Linked DNA regions of Podarcis muralis: region 1 is linked to region 2. The links are chromatin contacts, called in public Hi-C maps. All regions are on one chromosome and are shown on one strand. Each heading gives the region's core, a stretch centred on a gene start, on an enhancer-like site or on the middle of the called end of the contact. The rest is flanking DNA. Distances are from core to core; before and after follow the strand shown. Region 1 holds the start of PSEN1 (presenilin 1). Region 2 holds the start of RIOX1 (ribosomal oxygenase 1).

What was found. Hi-C and Micro-C count contacts between places; a contact is called where the count stands out from the background.
Region 1: a Hi-C map of tail shows a contact between it and region 2, with 3 times the contacts expected there. The contact joins the promoter of PSEN1 here to the promoter of RIOX1 in region 2. A contact is called at or near these places in 2 of 3 Hi-C or Micro-C datasets (blood and tail).

The regions. Positions count from the first base shown.
Region 1 is chr1:45,555,211-45,561,060 of rPodMur119.hap1.1, reverse strand. PSEN1 (presenilin 1) reads left to right here and starts at 1,262. Exons shown (of 11, transcript XM_077927404.1): 1 at 1,262-1,384.
Region 2 is chr1:45,358,720-45,363,787 of rPodMur119.hap1.1, reverse strand. It overlaps RIOX1 (ribosomal oxygenase 1), which reads left to right and starts at 3,309. Exons shown (of 1, transcript XM_028724360.2): 1 at 3,309-5,068. The coding sequence starts at 3,454. It overlaps HEATR4 (HEAT repeat containing 4), which reads right to left. Exons shown (of 18, transcript XM_077927362.1): 17 at 344-560. The coding sequence ends at 366.

The DNA of each region.
Region 1 (5,850 bases), core at 13-2,512, 200 kb before region 2:
CCCTCACTGTCTCTCAGCCAAACCCACCTCACAGGATTGTGAGGATAAAATGAAGAGAGGAACCATATACACTACCCTGAGCTTGGAGGAAAGGGGGTGGGGTATAAACGTAATAATAAAATGAAATAAACCTTGCCTCATAGGGCAAATGTAGCAAGTGGCAGAGGTAAGATAACTAGTGGCTGTGGCTCCTTCTAAACTGCTAAGGGAGTTGTAATCCTCTGCACACTACTTGAAAGTAATCCTAACTGAATAGTATTTTAGTGTCAACATACATGTATACATAGGGTCGGGCTGCACAATAAAGTGGGTGTGTACCAAAGATGTTGACTTTGAAGACGCTGGAACTCAGGAAGAAAGGTAGAAATGCGCTAAGAGGAAGGCACGTTTGGCAAACCCTCACCACGATAAACTCCCACCCGGAAATCTACGTCCCCACTGTGGAAGGACGTCTGGATCGAGAACTGGCCTCCACAGTCACTTACGGACTCACTGTTAAGACCGTGTTCATGGAAGACAATCTTACTCGGCTACAAGTGATCGCCAAAGCATAGCTGTCAACTTTCATATTTGAAAATAAGACATCAGCAGCCTCACCTGTCCCGGGTCTACGGGATATCTAACAATCCAGGATAGCAGCGGGAAGCGGCGCTGGAATAAGGGAATTTCCCGCAAAAAAAGGGAAGGTTGACAACTATGCGCCAAAGAAGAAGAATCGCATGGGATCTACCCAAGAAAAAAGGAGCGACTTCTCTGTTGATCCTCCACGAACAGAGCTAGTATTTTCTCTCGGCCAAATTAAACCCAAAGCGCAGCCCTTCAGAAAGAACGCAGCTGGTTTTGAGCTTTAATGTATTTATTATCCCCCTTTTGCGCAAATACAACCTGACCAACCAGGCACCTACACTTCGGTGGAAGGCGGCGGGCGGGCGAGCGAGCGAGGACCTTTTAACTCAGGCAGCAGAATGCCTGGGCAGGCCTTGCTTCGAAGAGAAACGTGCAGATTAAAGCAACCCTTCTCCGAATTCAGCTGCTGCCTTTTTGGCGCAGCGGTTCCTGACGTCATCAGCCCCCGCCCGCTTCCTCCGGCGGCGGCTGCTGCTGGTGCAGCTGTTGTCGTTGCGCGGCCTCGCGCGCTCCTTCTGATAGACAGCTGCGGTCCGCCGAGGAGAAGCTCGGCTGCGCAGGCGCACCACCACCCCCGAGAGAGCCTGAGTGGGCGGGGACGAGGCGCCGACTCCCGAGGGGAGGGGGAATGGGGGCGGGGCTTCGACCGGAAGCGCCGTGCGTGTCGCGGGAGGAGGGGGTGGGAGGGAGGGGGTTGTGCTGTGAATTCGGGCCGGGAAGAAAACAAACCGGTGGGACCGGCTCCGAGGGGGGACAGGTAAGGAGAGGTGGGCCCGGGGCGGGGAGCTGCGAAGAGCGCGACGAGGAAAGCAGGCCCGTGAGGGGGAAAGGAAGCGGGGCTCCTCTTTCGGGGGGGGTGGGGGCCCTTCCCCTTCTCCTCGTCACGTCGCCCCTTCCTCACACGAGCGTTTCCGAGGGGAGTCATGGGACTCCGGAGCCAGCCTTCCCTCACACCTCCGTGGCCCTCTTTGTCTCAGATCAGAAAGGATGCCCCTCCCCACACGAAACCTCCTCCAGGCTTCAGACACTTTAAACAATACCGGCTGGAATCCCACCTCCCCGCCTTCGGGTGAAAATGCCCCGGAAAGAGGGCGGGTCTCCTCCAGCCACTCCCGCGGACCTCCAGTCCGTGTCGGAAGTGTGTTGAAATCTGAATTAAAGGGCACTCCTAGGCGTGTCTACTCATTAGTAAGCCTCGTTAAGTTTGTTGTTGTTTAGTCGTGTCCGACTCTTCGTGACCCCAGAGCACGCCAGGCACTCCTGTCTTCCGCTGCCTCCCGCAGTTTGGTCAAACTCATATTAGTAGCCGTCTCGCCCCTGTCGTCCCCTTCTCCTTGTGCCCTCAATCTTTCCCAACATCAGGGTCTTTTCCAGGGAGTCGTCTCTTCTCATGTGGTGGCCAAAGTATTGGCGCCTCAGCTTCAGGATCTGTCCCTCCACTGAGCACTCAGGGCTGATTTCCTTCAGAATGGATAGGTTTAATGGGATTTATTCCCGGGTAAAGGTGCGTAGGATCGCGCGACCTTAAGTGATTTTGAGCCTACAGCATAGCCAGAATGGACTTGGTGTGCTAGCAGTGGCTTTAGAAGCTCTGAGTGGTATTCTAAGTTTTACTCGGAGAGTAGACCACTGGAATTGATGGGATTAGTTGCGTTCATTAATTTCACTGAGCCTACTCTGAGTAAAGCTTAGTTGATTTTTACCCTCTGTGTCTTTTATAGTTGTACAGAATGTGGAAACTTGGAGCTTATGTCATCATGGGGATGTGGTAATGGGGAAATCTTTTGTCTGTTGAAAGTTCTCTTATGAGTTTTTTTTTTAAAAAAGGTGCTTTTTCCTTTGGCACAGTGTTACGATAGTACTGGACTGCTGTTTGTGTCCAGTTGTTTTCTGACTTATTTCAGAATAAAGACTAAGTGCTCCTTTTGAAGTATGTTAGCCAGTTCTTTTTTGCTTTCCACCAGAGGTCTTGAAGCCTCTAAACTGGTGCTTATCAATGAGATGCAGAAATATGCAGCGATGCACATAGTTCTGATTGGCTGTACTGATGAAATTTGGTCTTAGGTCTGCTCCCCCCTCCCCCTTTAAAAATAGAGTTTTGAGGAGATTATCTGATAGGAGAGGGTTGTAGATGACTTGGATGGTATAAGACCTTTTTTTAAAAAAAATCTAACCATATTAAAAATTGTAAAAAGTGCAAATCATTCGTATAGTCTGGATAGTAGAAAGTTGGACTTTCCCTTATTTCTTTGCATATTTGTCATATGTAAAGTAGGGTTCTATTTGGCATTGACAATGGAAATATGGGACCCAGCAGTGTAACTGGGGTATATTCCAAGCTAAGTAAGTAATATTCTAAGCACTCTTGGAAACAAATGAAAATGAGGTAATGCACAGAATTCCTTTTTAGTGCTTTTGAATTGGCCACAGCTCCTTCTAATTGCTATTACTATCACATTTCAAAAAAGTTGGCAGGACTATCATAATCTGTCTAGACTGTTCATGAATTGATTGGTTGCTAAGCAATGGATTATGTTTTCCTGTCATTTTGTTTCAGTGGTTTCCAATCAAATAATGTCTGTTAAGAGAACACTGCACAGGAACCTTGGTTAGTTCCAACCATGATTAATGTCACTGCTAACATAATAATTTGTTGTCACTTGAAGCTAGTTTGAAATCCTCTGTTAAGGAGGGCGCTAGTAGTTGCTATGTGTAGCAGCTAAGCACAACTAGGTCCAGCAAGACAAATTTGTGTTCTAGAAAGTAGAAAGGATTCAGTCCTGTGGTCCACTCCTGTGATTAATTTCCAAAAATTATAGTGCTCCCTTCATTGTAAAAATAATCTCGGGGTGAGTCACAATAATAGTAGAGCATCCACAACATAAAATTGATAATAGAATATTGCTAATATGCAAATTAGCATCTAAAAGAAGTACAGCAACCCTTAATGATACAACAGAAAACTACTACTACGACTTCTTTGGCGATCACTCGTAGCCGAGTAAGATTGTATTCCAAGAACACAGTTTTAACAGTGAGTCCATAAGTGACTGTGAATGCCAGTTCTGGATCCACACATCCTTCCACAGTGGGGACATAGGTTTACATACTGGTGTTGATCAGATAACAAGGTTGTGTCTGTACTGGTCTTGTGTTGTAAAGCATCTCTGTGCTGAAAATAAGTATCCAGAGAAATGTTCCTGTTTAAGAACAGATCATCTCTACCTGAAATAATAAAGCATTAATATGTTTTTAATCCTATTTACAACCTGTCATGCACTTTCTTCCTGTTTTTAAACCAGCTTCATTTCTCAGTTCCCTCCAATCATTCTAGTTTGTTTCCTTTAAAATTTAATTCTCATTCATTGTGCCATGCATGCAATAACTTCTAAAATCCACTTGGTCCACATGTGAGATATTTCTTAATAATTAATACATACATCCCTTGTAGTCAGAGGCTTTTTCTAGGTTGCTTCCACATAGTTTATGAAAGTTCAGTGGAAATACTACAGAAGAGAGTACCAACACTTCTTTCAAAGAATCAGTCTGAGTAAAGTATATCATTTATTTCATTAACAAATGTGAATAAAATTATGGACTCTTTTGTTTTTATAAGCATTGCAACATCCTTCCTTTATAATATTCTCCACCTCCCACATTCACTCCTCCACTCTATCGATTTTTATCAGAATGATAACTGGCAATGCTAACTGCAAGAATACCAAACCAGAAAAAAGTTAACTGTCTACTAATAGATCGTGCTCATTTATTACTACATATGGTGTTCAAATATCTGACTTTTCCCATTATTGCATTCCTTCACTGATAAATGGCTGTGGAGAAATAAGTATGGAGTCTTATTTAGCTCTCTTAGTAAAATATAGTAACAGTATACTACTACTCAAACATTGCTTCCTTAGACTTGATTAATAGAATACAAACTCGAATAAACAACAATAGATGCTATGACTATATATTTTAATTTTTCTCTGTGATTGTTTAATGCTGTCCTACTGGACAGTTAATAATATTCCATGTGTGTATGTCTCATAGAATAAAGTCAGTACAGAGTGAACACTGAAATCTTAAGCAGTTTTCGGTGAAGGTGAAAGCAACGATCAACTGTCTGAGCCTATGCAATTATTTATTCTAGACATTCTTCAGGTGGAGCTTGGCCAAGCTTGTCAGTAGAAGAAGGATTACTATTATACACATCAGCTAGCCTACCAATCTTGCCACCAGGGTGGAAAGTATAGAAACCATCATTCCTGATTGCATCCCCAAAGCCTTCTTGGAGCATCTGTTCATGATGATAATGAAGTGTTTCTGCCAGTGAACTCTGTAGCTGTCTTTTATTTTAAATCTCAGAGCAGGCACATTATTGAAACAGTATTTTTCAGTGTACAGTCATACCTCGGGTTGAATATGCTTCATGTTGAGCGCGTTCAAGTTGCGCTCCACGGCAATCCGGAAGTAACAGAGTACGTTACTTCCGGGTTTCACCGCTCGCGCATACACAGACGCTCAAAATGACGCCATGCGCAGAAGCAGCGAAAAGCGACATGCGCGTGTGCAGACATGCCGTTGCTAGTTACATTTGCTTCTGGATGCAAACGGGGCTCCGGAACGGATCCCGTTCGCATCCCGAGGTACCACTGTATAGAATAAATAAGTCTAAAGTGTTGAAAATTTCCCTTGTCTCTGTTGGTTATATCCTACCTTTTTATGTAATTTTCTACAGACCTATGTTTGTTTCTTAAATGACCTTATCCAAAGAAGAGGATGGAAGGGCAGAGTAGATTGTGTCCCAGTGGTATAGGAAAGAGACCTGGGTGACTGGTTTCAACTAATTAGTGTGTTATCAAGTTATTATTTGAATAATTCCATTCGCCATAGGTTTAAGAACGCTAGTGTGTAGACAGTGTGTATTTGGAAGTTTAAGAAACAGTTCTCTTGGCTCTGGTTTTGCAAAACATTTTTTTTTGTAATAGTGTTGCACCCAGTAGAGCTGATTGGCTTGTCTTCCATTCTTTCTTTTATGTGTCTAAAACTAAGATTTTCCCCATCCTTTTGATTTTTCAGAATTACCATATATCAGTATTAGATCTTATTGTGTACATATTATTCTAATTGGTTTTCAGAGGAGGTCTTTGCATTGTTTTTAGATAACAGTTAGAAATCTTGAATGGCTGTCACATTTGAATCTGTTTCCCTTACTACTGC
Region 2 (5,068 bases), core at 2,060-4,559:
TTTTATTTCTAAAGGGCCACATGAGCACATGCAATAAATACACTATAAAACTTAGGTTGGTTTTTTTAACCCCACCCCCAGCTCCTTAGTGAAGAAATATATTGTACCCATCTAATGCAGAAGTATTACCAGTAATGTAATAGATGTGTGGCAATACCAGCAATGCTGGAAACACCCTGAGAGAGCTGAAACTAGATGCAGAAGAAAGCTCAATGATTCAAAATCCTGCAGAGCTGGTTTGACTAGAGACCATGGTGGAACACATACACCAATTAACAACTGTACTATGATTATTCTGCTTCCAAGTATCTGAAAAGCTATTTTCTGTACATGACTTTTGTACCTTGTTTCCCACAGTAGAAGAGTCAGCTGAGTGGCTGACTAGTAAATGGACTCTGAGCAGGTTTTTTTGTTTTTGTTTTCTTGACGCTGGATTTTTTCCGCTTCTCTGTGGGTGCTTTTGGTTTCTTGGCACATTCTGCCTTCTCAGCATTGCGTATTTTCAGTGCTTCTAAGAAGGCTCTTTGTGTCCATGGGGTTGGAGGGATTCCCAACCAAGGCTGAAATACAAGTAGCAAAATAAGATTTGACTTTGCAAAGCCATATACAGATTCATCTTATCTCTTTCTTTGCAAATAATAATTAAACTAGAGAAAGGCATAACTTGTTTATTTTTAATATTTGCTGTCAATTTTTACATATATTATGTAATGTATAGATATATAATAACATCTAATATTGCTGTTAGAACTCCCAGAAGTGCAAGCTGGATTTCGAAGGGGCAGAGGAACCAGAGACCAAATTGCAAACATGTGCTGGATTATGGAGAAAGCTAGAGAGTTCCAGAAAGACATCTACTTCTGCTTCATTGACTATGCAAAAGCCTTTGACTGTGTCGACCACAGCAAACTATGACAAGTTCTTAAAGAAATGGGAGTTCCTGATCACCTCATCTGTCTCCTGAGAAATCTCTATGTGGGACAAGAAGCTACAGTTAGAACTGGATATGGAACAACTGATTGGTTCAAAATTGGGAAAGGAGTACGGCAAGGCTGTATATTGTCTCCCTGCTTATTTAACTTATATGCAGAATTCATCATGCGAAAGGCTGGGCTGGATGAATCCCAAGCCGGAATTAAGATCGCCGGAAGATCAACAACCTCAGATATGCAAATGACACAACCTTGATGGCAGAAAGTGAGGAGGAATTAAAGAACCTTTTAATGAGGGTGAAAGAGGAGAGCGCAAAATATGGTCTGAAGCTCAACATCAAAAAAACGAAGATCATGGCCACTGGTCCCATCACCTCCTGGCAAATAGAAGGGGAAGAAATGGAGGCAGTGAGAGATTTTACTTTCTTGGGCTCCATGATCACTGCAGATGGGGACAGCAGCCACGAAATTAAAAGACGCCTGCTCCTTGGGAGAAAGGCGATGGCAAACCTAGACAGCATCTTAAAAAGCAGAGACATCACCTTACCAACAAAGGTCCGTATAGTTAAAGCCATGGTTTTCCCAGTAGTGATGTATGGAAGTGAGAGCTGGACCATAAAGAAGGCTGATCGCCAAAGAATTGATGCTTTTGAATTACGGTGCTGGAGGAGACTCTTGAGAGTCCCATGGACTGCAAGAAGATCAAACGCATCCATTCTTCAGGAAATCAGCCCTGAGTGCTCACTGGAAGGACAGATCCTGAAGCTGAGGCTCCAATACTTTGGCCACCTCATGAGAAGAGAAGACTCCCTGGAAAAGACCCTGACGTTGGGAAAGATGGAGGGCACGAGGAGAAGGGGACGACAGAGGACGAGATGGTTGGACGGTGTTCTCGAAGCTACAAACATGAGTCTGACCAAACTGTGGGAGGCAGTGGAAGACAGGAGGGCGTGGCGTGCTCTGGTCCATGGGGTCACGAAGAGTCGGACACGACTAAACGACTAAACAACAACAAATATTGCTGTTTTTAAAATCAGTATCAGTAATATGCACATATTAGCAATGCAATTCACATTACATGAAAAACAAACTTTCGATTGATTTCTCCTAACCCTATAAATGCAAAAGGCTGCACAACATGATACTTGGCATGTCCTACTTGCCCCTAAAGGACCTACTTTAGTAAACATGTTTAGGATTCCAGTAAAAGTCACAAACTGAGCTACTTGCATTGAATAGCTCAAACTGCACAAGTTGGTGATTTAGGCAGGAATCCTGTGCATGCTTACAAACACAGAATTTACTTCGGAATAAGTGCACATAGCTAAAATGTATTTATAGTGGCTTAAATTATTTGTTGGTAAGTGCCTGTCCTTCTGAGGTCTGTGTCTGCAATCTAGGGAAGCCTCAAAAACACCTCATGGGAATTACTTTTTCATATAAGAGTGACTGTTTATTCTGCTATTATCATATAATTAAATAATTTTGCTGTAGATATTTCACTGGATACATTTTAAATAGCATTAGCATTTATTATTTGTTGAGCAGCTGTATTTACTTTTATGTCATTGCCATTATCTATGTTAAATCTGGCTGTATATGATTTGTTAATATGGCAAAACAGCATCTTGAGACACCTATGTGGCTTGAAGCCCAAACTGAACCTCTTTTGACTAATAGGATTTATCTCCAAGTAAATAAATATGGGTTTAGAATTCCGACCTAATGCACTAAACATAGTTACTCAAGAGTAAGGCATGCTGAGGTGAGCTCCAGCCTATGGGTGTTTGCCCGAAAGTAAGTTAGCTTGAATTCAAAATAATTACTCCCAAGCCTCGGCCTGTAAAGCGAGATGAGCGCCGCAACCCGAGAGTCGTCTGCGACTGGACTTAACTGTCAGGGGTCCTTTACCTTTAAATCTGATTTACGATGCAGGAGTAGCAACCTGCTCCACCGTGGTATCTTTGCAAAAAGCTAAGAGTCGCGCACGGCCTAAATTTCAAATCTGGGGTGCGTGTGAGATGATACATTATTAAATCCAGTGGTGTCCTGCTGTTTTATTGCGATTGTATCTTATGTTTTTAATAGATTTTTTAGATTTTTAATTCTATTAATGTTCAATTGTTTTTAACGATTGTTTCCCCCCTATGTTTTTAGGTGTTCTTCTTTTATGGGCGAGTTGCCCTGAGTCCCTGTTAGAGTCAAAGGCAGAGGATAAATATAAGAATAACACGTTTTACACTAGAACATAAAATGGGATCGTTCTATCCCTTCGTATCTCTATGATATCCTAGATACTTGTTAGAGAACAAGGGCCCCACTTCCGTTTTAGACCGGAAAAGCTCACTAGTGCTAGAGCGGCGCTTTCTCTCACCGAGTCTCTCTGACCCGTCGCCTCGCGGGAATCCCGGGGCGGAGCTAGGTACGAAGCGGCACCGGAAGGAGAGGTCGAAAAGTCTCGCTCCTAAGCCGGAAGCCGTCTGCACGTGTTGGCCGGCGCTTCCCCATCCCGGGTCCAGGCATGGAGCTGCTTCACCCGCCACGCGTGTCCGCGCTCTTGGCCTACCGCTCCGCCGTGCAAGTCGGGGACCGGGAGCTGCCGCCGCGCCCGAGGCACGGGGTGTCCGTCTCGCTGAGGCGCCACAAGGCCAAGAAGCGGCCCTCTAAGAGGGCGCTGGCCGCCGAGGACTGCGCGGAGGTACCAGGGGCCGCCAACGGGGAGCCGCCCAGGGATGCTCGCCCCGTCCCGGATGCGGCCGTGAAACTGGCGAAGAGACGGAGAATGAATTCGAACTCCAGGGATGCGGCAGCGGCGGCCTCCAAGCGTGGGCGCGGCCTGGCAAGCGGAGAAAGCCCTGCTCCAGCACCCCATAAGGAAAAGAAGGCGCCTTCCCCCCAGCGTCCTTTTATGGGCTGCCCACTCCAGCGCCTCCTCCAAGAGCTGGGGCAAGTTCAGCATAGCCGGCAGCGAGCCGCCAAACTCTTCGAGTGGCTCATCGCTCCCACTTCGCCTCGTCACTTCTTTGACCGGTACTGGGAGAAGAAACCTCTCTTGCTCCAGAGGCACAATCCAGGTTATTACCAGGGCCTCTTCTCTACAGCAGAGTTTGATGCCATCTTGCGTGACAGCGATGTTCGGTTCGGCGTCAACTTGGACGTGACCAGCTACGAAGATGGGAAGAGGGAGACGCACAATCCGGAGGGCAGGGCACTGCCGGCTGTGGTGTGGGATTTCTACAGGAATGGCTGTTCCCTCAGGATGCTAAACCCCCAGGCTTTTTCTTTCACCCTCTGGCAGTTCCTCTCCATCCTCCAGGAGCAGTTCAACAGCATGGTGGGAGCAAACACTTACTTGACCCCTGCTGGTACACAGGGCTTTGCTCCTCACTATGATGACATTGAAGCCTTTGTGATCCAGCTGGAAGGAAAGAAGCATTGGCGGGTTTACAGCCCGAGGAAAGAGGCGGAGGTGTTGCCTCAGTTTTCGAGTAGCAACTTTAGCCAGGAGGAGATTGGAGAACCCATTCTGGAGACTGTATTAGAAGCTGGAGACCTGCTCTATTTCCCCCGCGGGTTTATCCACCAAGGCGACTGTCTCCCAGATGCACATTCCCTCCATATAACAGTATCCTCGTACCAGCGAAACTCCTGGGGAGACCTGTTAGAAAAGCTCCTTCCTGCAGCACTGCAGATGGCCATTGAAGAGGATGTGGACTATCGCCGTGGGCTACCCACAGACTACCTGGAATACATGGGAGTCCTGAACTCGGATGTTGTTGATCCTCGCCGAGATGCCTTTATGCAAAAGATCAGAACACTAATAACCAAACTAATGGATTTTGCACCAGTTGATGCTGCTGTGGATCAAAAAGCCAAGGCTTTTCTTCACGACTGCCTCCCGCCAGTGCTGACTGAGAGTGAAAAGGCATTGAGTGTGTATGGACATCCAGCACGGTGGGAAAATGGAAATGTCCAAAATCTTGATGTCCAGTTGAAGAAAAAGACACAGGTACGGCTGCTTCAGTATGGAATTGTCAGATTGTGCAACGAAGGAGATGCCACATTGCTGTATTATACTACAGAAAATTCAAGGGTGTACCACAAGGAGGAGCCCAAATATTGTGAAATAGAGCCTG